Regions from separate parts of the Zea mays genome. Here region 2 is linked to region 1. The links are chromatin contacts, called in public Hi-C maps. All regions are on one chromosome and are shown on one strand. The core of a region is the stretch at or near the end of the contact, and the rest is flanking DNA. Distances in the headings are between cores, read along the strand shown. Region 1 holds the start of LOC103652812. Region 2 holds the start of LOC100281675 (GTP-binding protein hflX).

The links. A called contact is a pair of places that touch in the nucleus more often than the background predicts.
Region 2: a contact with region 1 is called in a Hi-C map of ear, with 2.0 times the contacts expected there. The contact joins the promoter of LOC100281675 here to the promoter of LOC103652812 in region 1. A contact is called at or near these places in 2 of 25 Hi-C or Micro-C datasets (ear and tassel).

The regions. Positions count from the first base shown.
Region 1 is chr4:10,394,425-10,399,730 of Zm-B73-REFERENCE-NAM-5.0, forward strand. It overlaps LOC103652812, which reads left to right and starts at 2,785. Exons shown (of 2, transcript XM_020552456.2): 1 at 2,785-3,300. The coding sequence starts at 2,857.
Region 2 is chr4:10,564,897-10,570,164 of Zm-B73-REFERENCE-NAM-5.0, forward strand. It overlaps LOC100281675 (GTP-binding protein hflX), which reads right to left and starts at 3,061. Exons shown (of 13, transcript NM_001154595.2): 1 at 2,548-3,061; 2 at 2,133-2,275. The coding sequence starts at 2,934.

The DNA.
Region 1 (5,306 bases), core at 1,535-4,034:
GATCAACACAAATGAACATGACGATTTGTTTCTCGAGGTTCAATTCTGAAGAACCTACTCCTCGTTGAGGAGACCACGTAGGTCGAGTCTCTTTCAACCCTTTCTCTCTCTCAAACGGTCACTTAATTAGACCGGTTGCATGCTTCTTCTTAATCTCGAGGGTCACTTAGACCCTTAAGGATCACCATAGAATTATGTGTCTCTTGCTAGCTTTATAAGTCACTTGAGAGTTTAGAAGGAGATGAAGAAAGCACGGTCAAGAAAGCCAAGCAACAAGAAAAACATAAGATCACACTCTCTCAAGACTTTCCAAGTCACAAATCACTAACGATAACTAGTCACAATTATGGCACTTGGAGAAGCTTGGGAGCTTTCAATGTGTCTTGGGATGAAGTGCTTGCTCTTGTATTGTATGAGGATGAATGGAATGCTGGATGGAGTGAATGGAGGTGGTTGGGGTTATATTTATAGCCACCAACCACTTCCTAGCCATTGCCCACTTTCTGCCAACCACGGACGGTCCGCGCTCCTAGCCCGGACGATCCGCTCCTACACACATCAACGACTGAAATCACAACGGTCAGCAGTAATGGCTATATCAACAGCTATAAGTGCATTAAATGTGTCGTCAAATGTTAGATAAAGCAGTTGCGCACGGTCTGGGCGTGCACCCCAGATGGTCTGTGGGGATGCTAAAATGAATTTTACTGAATCTAGCACTTTCAGGTTTATCTAGATTCCAATGGGTGGACGGTCTGTGCCTAAGGTCCGAACGCTCCGCGCTTGGTCTCGGACGCTACTCTTCTCTCCTTCGAACAGTCCGTGGTAGAAGTCTTGAGATTTGCATAGTTCCTATTTGAGGCTCACTGAGGTGTCGCGGACAGTCCGCCAGAAGAGCCCGGACGATACGCGCATAGGTGAATTCTCCAAAAAGCTCTCCTGTTTAGAATAATCTACGGTATTCCGGACAGTCGATTTAGAATTGAGATGGTTGGACTTATGCACCTGAGAATCAATCAACTAGGCAAACTGGTTAGTCCATTAGGTTGTAATGGTCATCAATAATCAAAATCAATTTAGAGAAAATGGTAAAGGTCATTTCCCTTTCAATATCCCCATTTTTAGTGATTGATGCCAACACAAACCAAAGCAAGTATAAAGTGCAGAAATGTAATTAGTTTGCAATTTTGACAAGAGTGCATAAATTACTGAAGTGAAATCAGTTCTAAGTACATATGAATGTTTTGATATAGTTAAAATTTTGGACCACATTTGCACCACTTAGCTTGTTTTTTTGCAAATCTTTTGGAAAAGTCTTTTCAAATTATTTTGCAATTGTCCTGAGGTATAAGAATAGAATTTTTCAAAAAAACATTTTCAATTTTGGAAGATGCTCCCCCTTTTTCAAAATACTTCTCCTTTGGCCAAATAAAAGGTCCCCCTGAAATCATTCTCCCCTTTGGAATAAATACTTTTTCTCCTCTTAGCTGTTAAGAGGGTTTTTGCAAATGTAGTGGTAACAATTTGGAAGATAAAAAGTTTTCAGAAAACAGTGGTGGCCAAATAAAAAGTTTGCAAATGTAGTAGCAACTTACAACCATGGTTATGAATACTCAACTAACTAATAAGAGAGACACATTCGAGTGGTCTCTACATCAGCATGGTCGGTTCATGGTTTGGTCAATGTATCCAACTCTTATAATGCCGCATATTACACCTAGAAGACATCCTATATAGAAACTTAGGATTCCTCTAAAGATAAAGGTTTTTATATGGTATCTTATCAAGAACATAGTCCTTACCAAAGACAACCTAGCAAAAAAAGCAATGGAAAGGAAGTTTAAAGTGTGTTGCATGTATTTTAGATGAATTCATTCAACACCTTTTTTATTGCTATATTGCTAGATGTGTATGGCTGTGTGTTCATGTCTCCTTTAATATCTTACCACCTAGAAGCATACAACATATGTTTGGAAGGTGGATGGAAGGGGTAGATGGGAACCTTAGGAACAAGATTTGGTTCGGAACTTGTGTCTTTTACTGGACAATTTGGTTATGTAGAAATGATATTATTTTTAACAGTGCACAAGTGCCTACTCCTTTGCATGTAGTCTTCAGAAGAACGTACCGGATGAGGGAGTGGGCAATAATGCTAAAGGGAGAAGACAAACCACAAATAAAACTGGATGTCGTCTGCTTGAAACGACCATGATGCAGATTTTCGCTTCCAATGGATGGAACTTTTCTAGCAGGATCACATTTTAGTAGCTTGTGTTTTGTCTCTGCCTTGGATTAACATGTTATGTTTGTGCTGTTGGGACTTGGGATTATCCTTGTTATGTTGCTGCTGTTGGGACTACCTTTCTTAGTCGATATATGTTAGACAACTTCATGCGGCGGAATTATATATTCCCTTTTTCTAAAAAAGAACTTGTTGAAGAAACCCGGCGCGGGATTTGAACTTTACTCTTGCAAATAATTAAACAAAGGTGGTTAGGCGGGAAAATGAAGGCTCAAAAGCTCCATCGAACCGTGAGAAGACGCGGGCTACAGAAGGAAACCTGGAAGCCCAATCCAATCAACACTGCTAAACAAGTACGTACCCGAGCCCATAAGATATTGAGGCCTGTAACAGACCCGAAGTGAGATGTGGGCCAATGTCCTCCTCTTGAATGTCTGGGCTTTGCTGCGCCACTAACAGATGGCCCAACATCAGTCACTTACGGCCCTTGTGCCAGTGACTTCTGCAACAACAAAAAAAACTAAAACAAAATGGCCGTGCGCCTCACATCTTCCCTCCGCCAGTCCGTTGACACCCCCCCCCCCCCCCCCCCCCCCCTCGGCCATCCACCGGAGATGGGCGCCGCCGGCAAGCCTCCTCCCCTCGTCTGCTTCAAATGGCCGTGGGGCCCTAATCCTATCCCATCGGCGAGCTCCAGCCCCAGCCCCTGCGGCGACCTCGAGCTCCCCTGGCTCTTCAAGTCCATCCGCACCCTCGCGCAGGGCCTCCTCATCGCCGGCGACATCCCCTCCCCCGCCTCTTCTCCCAGCGGAGGAGTAAGGGGCGTTCAGAGGCGCACGGGTGCCGCGGTGGTGGAGGTGGACCGCGGGGACGCTGAACAGCGCGCCCTGGCGGCATCGCTCGCGAGCGGGAGGCCCGCCACGGTGCTGGAGTTCTACTCCCCGCGCTGCCGCCTGTGCGCCTCTTTGCAGGGCCTCGTTCGCGAGCTCCAAGACGGTGCCAGTGGCTCCGCCAGTTTCGTGCTCGCTGACGCCGAGGACGACCGGTGGCTCCCCGAGGTATGTCGCCCCTTGCCATCTTCTGGGAAAATTCAGACAATTTGTCAGATTTGTGATGCCGATTTGGGTGCTCTGTTCTCTACAGAGGAAAGATAAACCTTTGCAATAGTGATTTAGCCACATAGGTCTTCTTCTGTTAATTGCCTTTGCTATGGTAATTTAGCCATATTGGTCATGTTCTGATCAATTTATGATGACTAGATGCTATGTTGCACTTTGATGATGAGAAATTGATGATTAGAAAATCAGTAGGTTCCATGGTAAATGATCCTCCCCTTTTCTTTTAAGGGGTGTTTGGATCCCTCCATTTTAAAGAAATTGGAATCTACTTGATAAAGTATGCTATTTGTTTGGAATTTGACATTTTACCACTTTCCAAAGTTTAGATATAAGACTCAAATTCATAGGATGAGAGAGTTGAAATTGATTTTATATATCACTAGTCTATGTTTCTACTCTGCAACTTATAACACGCTCTTCAACTTAGTCCCCTATGATAGAAATGTAGCACATAAATATCTCTCTCATATGGTTAGCAATAATATACAAATACTTTCTATAAAAATCATATTAGCTTAATTGATTTATGTCTAAATCACGATTATTAGAATGAAATTGAATTCCAAGGATCCAAACGAGGCGCAAGGTTATCATGTTTCATTTGTCTTATTTACCTCGTACAGTGTCAGTTTGAAAACTTAAGTTCGGTCATCACACCATTTAGACCAAACATTGCATTCAGTTATGTGACTTGCGCAGCTTGAGGGACAATGCCATGAAAATGGAAAAAAAATTTGGTGCAGGTCATCTACAAACAAGAATGTTTGCAGTCCCTCACAAAAAGGAAGATAGACCCACCCATAGCAGCAATAACACAACTAAAACATTATCTGATGGACCTACAGGTAAGGTCTATATTCTTTTTTGTGGGGGGCTGCAAACATTCTGGTCTGCATCTGGTCTGCACCAAATTTTTTTCCCATGAAAATACCCAGGCGTTTGTTTTGATTCTTGGACATTGTGAAGATTGTCACCTTAGTATTTAATTACTTTGCACAACAATGAAAGGGTGAGAAGGAGCTTCATACGGTATATATGCTATCACTCTTATTACTTAGTTCCACGAGTAGATATGATTTCTAAAGGTTTGCCAGACCAACGCCAACGGTGGTGACATCAAGTGGGCATTGGTTCCACATTAGTATGACTGGTTGAAGATATGTGAATATGTCAGATGGTTGAACATTCATCCTTGGTGATGGAAGCAGTGATTTGTTGAATTGCATCATGCCTGGCCATCAAGGGTGTTAAGTTACAACCAGGGACTTCGGTGCGATATCTACTTTCTTCACCAGTTCACTAATGGAGCATTATATCAGTTGTTGCTGATGCATACGGTTTACTTAACTGTTCAAGTAATTAATTGATTATGATACAGTCGTCAATTGGTGTCCATGCATAAGTACTTCCTCTGTTCTCAAATTATTGTTTACTTTGTCTTTGTCCTAAGTCAAACTATTTTACTCTGACTAAGTTTATAGAAAAATGTACTAACATCTACAACATCAAATTAGTTTCATTAAATTATTCATGAAATATATTTTGATATAACTCTTATTCGAAATTGTAGGTGTTGATACATTTTTCGAAAAAAAAAAACTGTCAAAGCTAGTGAAATTTGGCTTAATACAAAGCCAAAGTAAATTATGATTCAGAGTAGAATGAGTACTATCGTTTTTAATTGGCCAATAGGTTAGTTTACATTTTAGAAGAAGAATGTGAATAGAGAGCTCAACATAGGTTTACTTGAGGGTTGATGGAAAACCTGCTCTGACAATTTTGCATGTGTACGGATATGTGATAGTTCTGGTGGGGCTGCTAGTTTTTTAAAACATGGACTTGTGCGACTGTGTATTAACTGTGCACGTAAGCTATAGGCTGATATCTCTTCCTTTTACAGGTATTGGCAAATGCCAAGTTTAAAATTACGAAATTTCCCATTCGGA
Region 2 (5,268 bases), core at 1,811-4,310, 170 kb after region 1:
ATCTAGCTAGAGATCCTTATCTCCTTAAAATTCTCCTAAAAACTCTCAACAAACTACTAACTGATAACCTTCCTAGATAATCTCAACTAATCTCCTAAATAATCTCAACCAATCTTCTAATCTTATCTCTAACTATCCTTAACTAATCCACTTGGAGGGCCCATGGTTGCTGCTGCCGTAGCCCCTCTGTGGGCCTACTTAGGCCCTAACACTACACCCCTTGACAAGCAGCTCGTCCTCAAGCTGCAGCATGACGGGTGCTCAAAGACCGAGTTTACTTGACTCAAAACCAGACACCTAGAAGACAAGCCTTTTACATCTCGACTTATCTTAGTATTCCGAATCTAAATTTTTTTACCCCATAAGATAAGACGGACACCCTCCGCGTATTGGACTTGCACGTGTGCAGCCACCTGGATCTCATGGACGCCATCTGGACGAAAAAGGAGCACATGGACGGGCACCTGGAGTAGGTCGCAACAATAACCAGCGGAGGCGCCCTCGTGGCGGCCGGTAGCAGAATGTGGTGGCGCTAAATAGTGCGCCCTTGCCGATGACGAGGGGAGTGCCTTCCCTACCGCCGCTGTCGTAGAATTGAAGTTCATCGCTAGCGGGACACGTACCATGCTCGCACTTGGAGATAGCGGCCCGGTGCCGCTGCTGATGGCCATCCGACAGGGCGAGGTCGCGCCCCCGTGTGCCGAGGTCAACCGTCACCAAGGCTGCCTCGAGCATATGCCGACGCATCTCCCGCACTCTCCGTCATGCAAGGAAGCCAGGAGCAGCAGCTTGTAGGCCCACAGCCGCCGACGTCTGGAGCCGTGCGGACAACGCCAGCTGGTGCTGCTCATGTTGCACTGCTGCCTTGATTTGCAGCAGCCCTTGCTCAACCTTCTGCAGCGTGGCTTGCATCTTTGCGAGATCAGCCCTTATGTTGGTCCACAAGTTCCCCATCGACGGAGCTGGTGATTGGCTGATTGCTGAGCCGTGGCTGCCCCTAGTGGCGTAGCTCATGGGGACGGAGACGCCGTCAACGAAGATGATGTGACGAAATTTGGCGTTGTCCCTATAGATGGGCACGCCGGCGTCTAGGATGTTGTGACAAAACTGGCAGGCGATGCTGCCCATGGAGATAGGGACGCCGGTTGCCAGGATGGCGTGACCAAGGTGGCATGCGGCGCAGCCCATGGAGATGGGAACGTCGGTTGCCAGGACGGCGTGACGAAGGTGACATGCGGCGCAGTCTATGGAGACGGGGACGCCGGTTGCCAGGATGACGCCGCGAAATTGGCAGCAGAAGCCATGGGATCAGATCGAAACTCAAGCTATCCGATACCAGATGTTATGGTCGCTAGATCGGTGAGGGGATGGAGAGGGTATCGATGGGCAGGAACGCCGGCCGGGGGCCTCTGCCCACGGTCGAGCAAGAGGAGAGTTTCTCCCTTCTAATTCTTGTCTGTTTTATTTCTCATTCATTGATTACATAAATAGGCCGGCTAGCCGCCCCTATCTAGCTAGAGATTCTATCTCCTTAAAACTCTTCTAAAAACTCTCAACAAACTACTAACTGATAAACTTCCTAGATAATCTCAACTAATCTCCTAAATAATCTTAACCAAACTTCTAATCTTATCTCTAACTATCTTTATCTAATCCCCTTGGAGGGCCCATGGTTGCTGCTGCCGCAGCCCCTCCGTGGGCCTCCTTAGGCCCTAACAGCTGCAGAGTACATTTTGAAAAACTGAACTAACAGTAGCATTTCATCTATCCAAGAAACCTTCCTAGATAATCTCAACTAATCTTCTAAATAATCTCAACCAAACTTCTAATCTTATTTCTAACTATCCTTATCTAATCCCCTTCGAGGGCCCATCGTTGCTGCTGCTGCAGTCCTCCGTGGGCCTTCTTAGGCCCTAACAGCTGCAGAGTACATTTTGAAAATCTGAACTAACAGTATCATTTCATCTATCCAAGTTGCCCGTGAAGTTTCTGTGGACCACGAATTAGATTGACCAGGCATCTCAGTTTTTCCGTGGTGTCCCATCTTATCTATGGTGAGAACGTGTAACCACGATTGCTAGTAGAGCACAGTGCAGGCTCAGTCGAGATGTTCCCGTCAAACAGAAGCTTACTTCTGATAGGTTGAGCCGACTACCAGAAGGCCCGCCGTATCAGCCAACTGCTCCAGCTCCTTAAGGGACTCCTCTATGCCGAACAGGTTCCCTCCTGTCCGTTTGCACTCAACACCAACCAGATAAGCCTTCTCTTGAAATATCTGCAGGTAGCCAGGTCCACAGGTTCAGAAATCAGACATGATGAAACTGGCAGGTAACACCAACTCACAGCTCTATTGTTCATGTCACGGCCCAAAATATCTAGCGGGGATGTAACAATCAAAAGTTCTCTCCGGTGAATTTGATGGATCGCTGCAGGTTATCATATTCTCCACACGCTGAGTAGAAACCGCCCAATCTGTCAAACAGGCCGGCGCCAAGCGGGCCTGTCGGAGCAACAAAAGCAAGCAGCTGAAGCTACGCAATCCGCTACCTCTTTGCCATTGATGAGCTTGAACCGGTCTTGCCCCGCCGCGGCTTCCTCCTCTTCCTGCCGCTGCCGCCTGCTCTTCACGAAAGCCCTCGTCGGCGGTCGCTGCTCCAGCTCCTCCATCTCCTCTGTTCCCACTTCATCGCCCTCAGCGATCCCTCCTCCATCCTCTACATCAACAGCGGTTTGGACGTCTTCGGTCTCCGCCGGCGCGGCCTCGAGCAGCCGCTCGTCGAGTGTCCGCCGGACCGGCCCACGGCGGCGAGTCGGGGAGCAGCGGAGGAGGGTGGTGGGGCTCCGGAGGCGGCGGCGTCTTGCGGAAGAGGGTGCGGAGGTCGACGGGAATGATAGGGAGACGGCGGCAGCGAACAGGCAGGCGGCGGCGCTCATGGCGCGGCGGGCGGAAAGCGAGTGAAGCGGTCAAGCGGAGGCTTCTGGGTGGTTTTGGTGAGCGCCAACGGCCGAGCGGATAGGCGAGGGAGGCGATGACGTCGACTGGTCCATTCAGTTCGATTGGTGACGTACTGATGTGGGACCGCTGTATTTGACAAGCTTTGGCGCGACATGACGTGGCATAAACATCTTCCCTGGTTGGCTGTTGGTAAATCTCGTCCGTCGCGATTTTATTGGTGAGTCCGGAAAGAAAAGATTCATCTCGACTAATTTTATCACTTTAACCTTTAAATGAGCTAACAGTATCTCCAACGATGTGACCTATAAAAAACATCATATAATTTAATATGAATATATTTTGTACAATTTAGGACACCAATAAAACACTTCGCTCCAACAGTAAAGCCTTAAATCCCTACTACTCTACAAGCACGGTTTGTAGACGTCCACACCGTGCGCCATAGTTCTGCCTCCCAACGCTCCCCTGGATCTCGGTCACGCTTTCGTCGCCACCATCATCGGCTACCTGCCCCTCAACATCCTCCACCTCTGCTCCCTGTCCAGGATCTTATCGTGCACGCCCTAGTCTGTCCCACCCCGACATCCTCCCCCACCATGCCCGTCGCAAATCATCGATGGAAGGTGAGCGGGGCGCGGTCGCGCCTAGCATGGCGCTATTAAAACGGGCCCTCCGCGCACGCCTCGCTCCATCAATGGATCCACCGCGCCATGGCCGCCACCAACATCCTCGCCCTCCGCGCCCGCCCCAATCCAATGATGAAAGCTGATCGGATATCGGGGGTGCTTCCCCACCACGCACGCCGATCTCCATCTATGGAAGGTAAGCAGTCCGCGGACCCCCCCTCCCCCCCCCCCCCCCCCCGCGACATCCTCTTCAAGGTGGTGCTCACCGGGGACTCCGCCTTTGGTAAGTCAAACCTGCTCATCAGATCCACAGATCCCGCACCAGGCTCAGACGACCATGGCGAGACCGTCGAGGTGGACACCGGGCCCAGATTGCGACCATCATGGAGCTGGATGAGGTCGTCGTTACCACCGGAGAGGATGACTGTTGGGGGCCTTCGTCCTCCGAAGGTCCTCAAAAGCGTGATGTAACAATATCTTTTAAGTGTGATATATGAACAGGTACCTTCGGACTCGGGCTACAAACATGAACGATGTAAAAAGCATGATCGTGACGAAGGTTGTGAGTTGCTCCGAAGCTACACGCAAGGGAGCTTCGGCTAAATGGTGGAAAAAGGAACCGACTTAAAGGGGAAAAGGCTATCTAGTCCTCATAGAATTGAATATAAGTCAATAATAAATGTAAAGGGCATGAATGTAATTTCTCACAGGCTGCGTCCTGTGCCTATAAATAGATGAACAGTACCCCCATACTATTCACGCTGACTTGTATTCGCTCGTGCGTCACACTTGGATTTTTGCCTTCTGTCAAGCCGAAGGTACAAATGTAATTAAGTATTGTTCTTATCTATTCATGGTTATATAACAAAGATGCCAATGATGTTTATGATTATTTATGTTATCTTTCATGTTTCATATGCTTTGTCTTTCATTAATATATACTGTGATGATGGAGGTACGTCCTTCATGACCTTCGTCTGAAGATCGTTATATCCTAAGGGAAATAATGCTTCGAAGGATGAAGGACATTAACATTTAATATTTTGTGTTGCCTTGTTCTTAACTCATAGCATTTTAGAACAAGTCCCCAACAATGACGATGCAGTGCTAAAAGGGAAATAGGGTTAACCTTTTCTCACAATTAATTTTGGTGGTTGAATGACCAACGCAAACACATGGACTAACTAGTTTGCCAAGTATTCATGTATTACAGGTGCATAAACACTACAGGAAACGCCTAAATTTTCATGGGCCAAAAACCCACGAAAAAAAGCTTAAACCGACGAAAATAGATTATTTTCGTCGGCATACCGACGAAAATAGCCGCCGAAAATATGTTAGACGAAAATAAGCAACTATTTTCGTCGGCACCGACGAAAATAACATATTTTCGTCGGTTTGTCCAAGGCCGACGAAAATACACAGGCTATTTACGTGGGCCTCTTGGGCCGACGAAAATACAACAGCCATTTTCGTGGGCCTCTGTGGCCGACGAAAATACAGCAGCTACAGCAGCTATTTTCATGGGCCTCTTTGGCCGACGAAAATAGCTGTTGTATTTTCGTCGGCCTCCGAACAGGCCGACGAAAATTAATGATACCCCCCCAAAACAGATTTTTCTGCACCTTTTAATTCACAGCAAAATACACATAATCCACAATGACATATACAGATTTCACAAGCAAT